Linked DNA regions of Callithrix jacchus: region 2 is linked to region 1. The links are chromatin contacts, called in public Hi-C maps. All regions are on one chromosome and are shown on one strand. The core of a region is the stretch at or near the end of the contact, and the rest is flanking DNA. Distances in the headings are between cores, read along the strand shown. Region 1 overlaps ARHGAP21 (Rho GTPase activating protein 21). Region 2 overlaps ENKUR (enkurin, TRPC channel interacting protein).

The links. Hi-C and Micro-C count contacts between places; a contact is called where the count stands out from the background.
Region 2: a Hi-C map of skeletal muscle shows a contact between it and region 1, with 7 times the contacts expected there. The contact joins two enhancer-like sites. A contact is called at or near these places in 2 of 3 Hi-C or Micro-C datasets (both in skeletal muscle).

Annotation. Positions count from the first base shown.
Region 1 is chr7:25,044,213-25,048,134 of calJac240_pri, reverse strand. All of the region lies in intron 3 of ARHGAP21 (Rho GTPase activating protein 21), which reads left to right. Among named protein-coding and RNA genes, the nearest start is that of ARHGAP21, 71 kb to the left of the region's middle. Within about 2 kb of position 1,889, at least 4 of the 16 cell types and tissues checked have an H3K27ac peak or open chromatin away from gene starts, as enhancers often do. A contact at or near this core is called in skeletal muscle, where this site is marked.
Region 2 is chr7:25,361,266-25,365,187 of calJac240_pri, reverse strand. ENKUR (enkurin, TRPC channel interacting protein) reads left to right here. Exons shown (of 7, transcript XM_078329616.1): 5 at 3,853-3,922. Among named protein-coding and RNA genes, the nearest start is that of ENKUR, 21 kb to the left of the region's middle. Within about 2 kb of position 2,012, at least 4 of the 16 cell types and tissues checked have an H3K27ac peak or open chromatin away from gene starts, as enhancers often do. A contact at or near this core is called in skeletal muscle, where this site is marked.

The DNA.
Region 1 (3,922 bases), core at 640-3,139:
TTCAGAAAAACAGCCCTGCCTTTCCCTCTTCCTTTCCTTCTCACTCTGCTTATTGTTCTCCATAGCACTTATCACCTTTCTCATATTTCTTCTTGAGCATTTTTCTCCCTCATTTGGAATGCAGAGCAGCGACTTTATTCTCTTACTTTGTTTCTTAAAGCACAGAACAGTTCCTGGCATATATACATCTAATGAATATATATATATGTATACAACACAGACTCTGATTCCTTGTGCCATGATCCTGCAACAACTGCATATGCCTTTATTTTTGTACTTACGTAATTATTTTATACTAATACCAACCGCCAGACTAGGAACTATCTTTTTCCCCCCGCTCTGAGACAGAGCCCCTCATTCTGTCGCTCAGTCTGGAGCATAGCAGCACAGTCTTGGCTCACTGGAGCCTCTGCCTCCTGGGTTCAAGTAATTATCCTGCCTAAGCCTCCCGCGTAGCTGAGACTACAGGCATGCACCACCACACCCTGCTAATTTTTATATTTTTTAAGTAGCGATGAAGTTTCGCCGTGTTGGCCAGACTGGTCTTGATCTCCTGACCACAAGTGATCCACCCACCTCAGCCTCTCCCAAAGTGCTGGGATTACAGGTGTGAGCCACTACACCTGCTGGAACTTCTTGAAGTCAGAGTTTTAACCACCAGAAAAGGGGATCTCAGGTGGGGTATCCATTGGGTTGTTGACAGATGAATAGCATTTTATCAGGAGGAAGGAGAAACGGCATTCCAGAACAGATTTCAGAGGTATTTAGAAATTGCATTTGCCCAGATTTGGTGGAAGGATTTGAGGATGGGAGTGTATGTCTCCAGTTAAAGATGGCTTTGGAGCATTATGCTTAGCTTTACTGGCTTGAGTGACTGGTTAGATGGAGGTGTCATTAAATGAAGTATCGAAGGACATCCAAGTGAAATATATCTCTCCTTCCTCCGGAAAAACGAGCTTAGTTTGGGATAAGTTGTATTTCTGATGCCTGTAGAGAGTTTACTATCTAGTTGAAAATTTGTGTCTGGAGTTCTTAAATAAGAGGTAAGGGGTTGAAAATAGATTTGACAGTCATCATTTTATACATTATAATTAAGTCTTAAGCATAAATGAAACCATACACAGAGCATAAAGACATGTAGAATAAAGATAGGACTCTAAGAAATGGTCAGAGAAAGAAGAATCAGGAAATCTGAGAATAAGTAGTGGAAAGTTCTGAGGACAACCAGGAATAGTTGGTAATTTGCTTATTAGGAGGCGATAATTTTAAGTGGGGCACGGAGTGGAAAACTTGTCCTTTGTCATAGAGAATTCATGAGGATTTAGACTAAAGAGGTACAGTTGGACTGGACCTGACAAATGGCGGATTGGTAAAGTTACTGAGAACAGTTTCAGTGCAGTGGACGGAAGGGAGGAGGAAGACAAGTAGGAGTGGGTAAAACATAAACATTAGAGCATCCAACTGTGACCAGGTCAGGGTAGGGTAGTTGGTGATTTTGCCCCGCAGGAGATATTTGTTAATTTCTAAGAAACCCTGAATTAGAGGCAACTGAAGGTGAGTATACACTACATTTGTGAGAAGTGTGAAAAACAAGGGATAGAGATGAAGCTATGTGGAAGGGTGGAGAGAACTTTGTTGTTTTAAGTTTGGGAATCTTTTGTATATCCATGAGATTTGGAGGTAAGAATAGAGATTGTCCCACATGAAGTTTTACATGTGAGAAGGGATAATTATGGGGGCAAGGTCCTGAAGGAGGCTGATGACTAAATTCCTACTTGAAATAGGACAAAGGAAATGAGGACAGGCAAAGAAAAAAAAGTTGAGGATACAGCAGTTGAGTGAACTGGGAGGCAAGGTTATCCAACTAGTGTGAGGAAATCAGCATGGAACAGCAAGTTAAAGAGGGTATTGTGGCAGGGTGTGGTGACTCATGCCTTTTATCCCAGCACTTTGAGTGGGAGGCCGAGGCAGGAGGATCCCTTGAAGTCAGTTTGGGATCAGCCTGGTCAGCATAGCAAGACCTTGTCTTTGTAAAAATAAAAAAATAAAAAAGAAGGTTACTAGAAGTTTGAAACAGCAACCCTGAAGGAGCAGGAATTAAAATGCAAGCAAGAGACTTCTGAGCAGTGTCAAGAACTGAACTGAACTTGGAAATTGTAAATCAGTGGTTGTTATGCAGTTTTATTCAGCTGTAGTAGCAGGCCAAGAACAAGAACAGAGCAGGTGTATTTTGGAATTCTCCATAGTTAGAGATTGGCAAACCAAATGCTTTGAAAGGTTAAGGGGAAAGTAAGTTGATGGTGCTGGTGAATTTTGTTGAAATACTGATCCATGGGTAATCTTAATAGGAAAAAAAGAAATTTTTGTTTCATTTTTAGTACACGTGTTGCTGAAGCAAGCATGAAAGTAATTTCTGGAGGGAGACTGATAGTTTACAAGAATGGAGAAGGCCAAAGGGAATGGAAGGTCTCGATCAAGTCAAGTGAGGTTAATTGGTTAAAGGATTGAGAGGTGATAAAGTGAGATAGAAAGATAGTTGGTTAGAGTACCATAACACATTTTTCTGAGTCTGCAGACAAATTCAATTCTAGCATAACAGGAATAATAGGGCTATGAATCTAGATGTGATAATATTGTTTGTGAACTGTGTGACATGTTAGGGAAAAAAACCCAAAGCTACATGAACTTCAAATACTTCAGAAGGCATATACCAGGATTCTTTGTTCATTGTAGGATAATCAACGCCTGGCACATTTGTGAGAGCCTGGTAAATATTTGTTGAATGAATAACCCCTATCCACAGTCTGTCTTGCCTGAGTAGTTCATAATGCCAGAAAATTTTGATTCACGTCTGACACCTAGTGGTATTGTACTTAAACTACTATTGAGTGGCAGCATTTAAAACTATTTGAGGGAAATAGTACAGATTAGTTGTAGCATAATTGCTTTGTTCCTGAAACAACCCTCCAAGTCGGTTTTGGGAATTTTTACTACTGGCATTTTCCAGGCTCTAATTTTAATTAGCAAACATTTCTTGAGCATCTACTATATGCCGGGCACTGTTCTGTGTGCTGGAGATTTTCATGTGCTATACGTTCTTGTGCATATATGAACTCATTGAACTTGAATACATAGGTAGAGCAGTTGCATTGAGAATGGGCTACTTGTTAAGAAACCTAATTTAGGATTCTATTGTGATTTTTTACATGTGAAACCTAAATTTATTTCATAGCCTTTGGGGCTATCATTTCTGTCATGATACACTGCTTTGTATTAATGTTAAGTAGGTATAAAGAAGATGAAAATGGATTGGGTTTGTCAGCTTACGCTAGAAATACATTGTGCATAATGGTACATGTGAAGAACTATTGAAGGAGTTTGTTGTTTTTCCTTTAAGAAAATGTAAAGTTCTTGTCTGTCAGTGGTGTATATGGATGTATTCAAAGTATCTATGAATGAAGTGACATGATTATCTGGGATTTCCATTAAAATGTTTTAAAGTGGGTAGGTTTCAATGAAACAAGATTGACAGATTTTTAATAATTACTTAAGCTGCGTTCATGGGGCCTTATTGTCCTCTCTACTTTTGTGTATGCTGGACATTTCTACAGTAAAATCTTTTAAAAACTAGAGGGGTGTGGGTTGAAAGAAGGGTTAGCATGATTCAATTAGAACATGGTTTGCTTTTTTATATTAAACAGATTTTCTTATTTCATTTTTTAGTATTTGTTACTACTTGAAGATCAGGAAAAGTAGAAAGATAGTATGTTTTTATTAATAATACATATAATGTGATTGAGACCTGACAGATAACATTCTACTGACAGTATCCAGAGATTATTGGAATTTGGGCTTGGGAGCTCATGGTAATTGCTGGATCTGCAGATTGGAGACTTGGAGATATAATTTTAAAGTGCTAGCT
Region 2 (3,922 bases), core at 763-3,262, 320 kb before region 1:
AAATTAGCCAGACATGGTGGTGTGCGCCTATAGTCCCAGCTACTGAGGAGGCTGAGGCAGGAGAATTGCTAGAACCCGGGATGCAGAGGTTGCAGTGAGCCAAGATCATAACACTGCATTCCAGCCTGGGTGACAGAGCGGACTCTATCTCAAAATTTAAAAAAAGATGAATTATTGATAGGTGAGATAGTAAATAAATTCTTTTAAAGGCAATGTCATATTTTTATAAAATGAGTAAACTCATGTTTTAGTTCCAAGTGAATTTTATACCATTCATACCATGAGAAACAATTTCTGGAAACAAACAAGGATAGATGATCACATGAAGTATTCAGCAATAGTAGTAAAGACACCATTTCAGATTCTAACTCTGCCACTTAGTGACTGTGATTTCCAACCGTTCATTGCATTTATCACAGGATTGTAGAGAGAATTAAATAATATAAAGTATATTGACCACTTGACACAAAATGTGACACATAGTAAAAGAACAAGGAGTGAATATATTATAATATATGCAATTTTATTAACAGTATGCATTAGCCTTTGGTGATTCAGCCCATAGGAATATTTCAAATCAATAAAGCTTTGGCTCATTTGTGATTTTTTTAAGGAACTGTATCATGCCATTCCTTTTTTAAAAAAATTAATCACTGTCAGTCCTTGTGAAAAAATAAATTAATTAATTTTTTTTAAAGATGGGAGTCTCACTATGTTGCCCAGGCCGGTCTTGAACTTTTGGGCTCAAGAAATTCTCCTGCCTAGGTGTCTCAAAGTACTGGGGTTACAGGCATGAGCCCCTGTGCCCAGTCATTCTCTTTCTTAAACAGAGTATGCCAAATATAATTTAATCTTTTTGTGATCCTGCAGAATCATCATGATGAGGCTCCATTATTGTACTAAGCTGTAATGAGGTGTTTCCCGAAGTGGGTTGCCCTGCCTCACTGCACCAACTGACCAGAATACTGGTCAGTTTATTTGTATTGTCCTCTGCAGCTTCCAGAACACATTTATATCTAGGATTTCTATCCCTTGTTCAGTCAGGATGGGTTAAGTTACGCTGTGATGACAACCCCCAAACTTCAGTAACTTAAAGCAACATAGTGTTATTGTTTGCTTTCGCCACATGCCCTTTGAGGGTTGTTAGAGGCTCTGCTTCTTGTTGTCCTTCTCTCAGGACCCAGAAAAGCTAAACATTGTTTGCCACTAGACCAGACAGGAAAAGACACAGCAAGTCATCCACTCGTTCTTCAGGCTTCTATCCAGAAGTGACCGAGGTCACCTCCACTGACATTGAGCAAGTCAGGTCATATGGCCTCATTTTACTTTATGAGGACAACATGGGGAAGAGTTTCCTACCAAGTGTCCAGAAGGAGAACAGAATATTTGTCAATATTTTACTGACTAGCATACCTCCTCCCAACTGCTGCTTTTTCAGAGAGTTTTCCCCCAACCTCCTTGTTTATCTAAAATAGCCCTGACTATTTTCTTTGCTCTCACTATCCTTTTTTTTTTACTTCAGAACACATACATATTATTTCATGTTCTATTTTTATTTTTGTTGAGTCAGTCACCATAGAATGCAAATTCCATGAAGACAGAAACTTTGCCTTATTGACTAGTATACCTAGCACCAAGTACATTCTCAAATATTTTTTGAAGAAGGAATAACATAGTAGTTCGGTTTCTCTGGACAGTGGAATCAAACGCATTTACTAAACTGAAGAAAACACAGCTGATTGCTTCACTGTCAGTCCTTATTCCCCTCGCAGGGCGTGCGATAGGGGCGTGGCTCACTTATTGGTGCTCCGCCACTCATACCTCTAGGGGGAGCAAGCAGACGGGCAGGCTGTGGGGCTCCGGCTCCACAGCATTGTCTGTGGGTGAGTGTTTACGGCTCCTGAAGCCCCAGGGGGCGCTTGTTTCAGGGCGCTCTTTTAGTTTAGCTGTCCACAGGCGGCTTGTGTTAGCTCAGTTAGAGCCCCGCTTTATCACAAGGACAGAGGGCTTCCAGAGGGCTTTCTGTATCCCAGGATTCTTGCCTTGGTGTGCTGAAAGAATCACATGTGGGCTTGGAGAATGGCCGCGAGGGTTTTGGTTTGGTTTGGTTTTTGTTTTGTTTTGTTTTGCTTTGAGACGGAATTTCGTTCTTGTTGACCTGGCTGGAGAACAAGGGCGCTATCTCTGCTCACCGCAACTGCTGCTTCCCGGGTTCGAGCGATGCTCCTGCCTCAGCCGCCGAGTGCAAGGTTTTATTGAGTGGAAGTAGCTCTCAGTAGATGGGGGGAGCCAGAAGGAGATGGTTTTTCCCTGGAGCCAGGCGGCTCAGTGGCCCCAGCTCTCCTCTGACTACCCCGGCCAAACCACGTTGTTCCACAGGTCGATGGCCCGCAGGCATGCCGATGCCCATCGGTGTGCTCCTGTCAACGGCCTCCACTGTGCGTTCTTCCACCGATGTGTTCCTCTCGACGGCCAGTCACTTGTGTGCCTGCCTGGTAGGGTCTCGGGGGATTTTATAGGCCCAGGATGGGGGAGTGACAGGCCAGGGTGGTCTTGGGAAATGCAACATTTAGGCGGGAAAACAGAAATGCCTGTCCTCACCTAGGTCCATGGGCACAGACTGGGGATGGAGCCCTCACCAGGGACCCCACTCTTCTGTACCCAGCACTTCCCTGCCTGCCTTCCATAGCACTTAAGCAGCCCAGGAGCTACACCTGTCTTTTTTTGGAAAAAGGAACCTCAGAGTCCCAAGTCAATTTCCTCTTAAAGCTGATATTCTTGGTATATTTTAAGCATTTCTTTTTATAATGTTTTGGAAGAGCTTGTCTTTAACAAGACCACAAAAATATAGACTTCAAAATATTCAACATATTTCAGGTAAAAACTGAAGATTATAAAAGGTAGAAATGCTAACTCTGAGTATCTTATTCAAGATATTTCAGGTAAAAAACAAAGAACATGGAAGGTAGAAAAGCCAACTCTTAGGAGTAAAGTGTCATCTAAAAACAGGTGTGGGAAACATTCAGAAAAGGAAAAACGAGCAACGACAACTCCTATTTATTTATTTAGAGATGGAGTCTCACTCTGAAACCCAGGCTAGAGTGCGGTGGCTCCATCTTGGCTCACTGTAACCTCTGCCTCCTGGATTCAGGAGATTTTTGTGCCTCCGCCTCCTGAAGAGCTGGGACTACAGACACGCACCACCACGACTGGCTATTTTTTGTATTTTTAGTAAAGACAGGGTTTCACCATGTTGCCCAGGCTGGTTTGAATTCCTGACCTCAAGTGATCCGCCCCACTCAGCCTCCCAAAGTGCTGAGATTACAGGTGTTAGCCACCATGCCCAGCCAATGACAACTCCATTTTAAAAGGCAGGAATCTACTAGCTCTCAACAGTGGGGGAAAAATCATTGAATTCTGTCAATTTACAGGGTTCTGAGCAAAGGCTTTCTGTACCATTTCTTTTTCTCCCATCATTGGTGGATACATACACACACATAAGATTGCATGCAGAATACTGATTACTTGGCTGGGCGCAGTGGCTCACGCCTGTAATCCCAGCACTTTAGGAGGCTGACGCGGGCAGATCATGAGGTCAAGAGATGGAGACCATCCTTGCCAACATGGTGAAACCCCGTCTCTACTAAAAATACAAAAATTAGCTGGGCATGGTGGGGGATGCCTATAATCCCAGCTACTCTGGAGGCTGAGGCAGGAGAATCACTTGAACCCGGGAGGTGGAGACTGCGGTGAGCTGAGATAGCACCACTACACTTTAGCCAGGGTGACAGAGTGAGACTCTGTCTCAAAAAAAATATATATTGATTACTTTTTTCTGCAAAATCTTTTTAGGATTATGGTGTCACACCTGAATACATATGTAAGCGAAACGAGGAAATAAAGAAAGCCCAAGAAGAATATG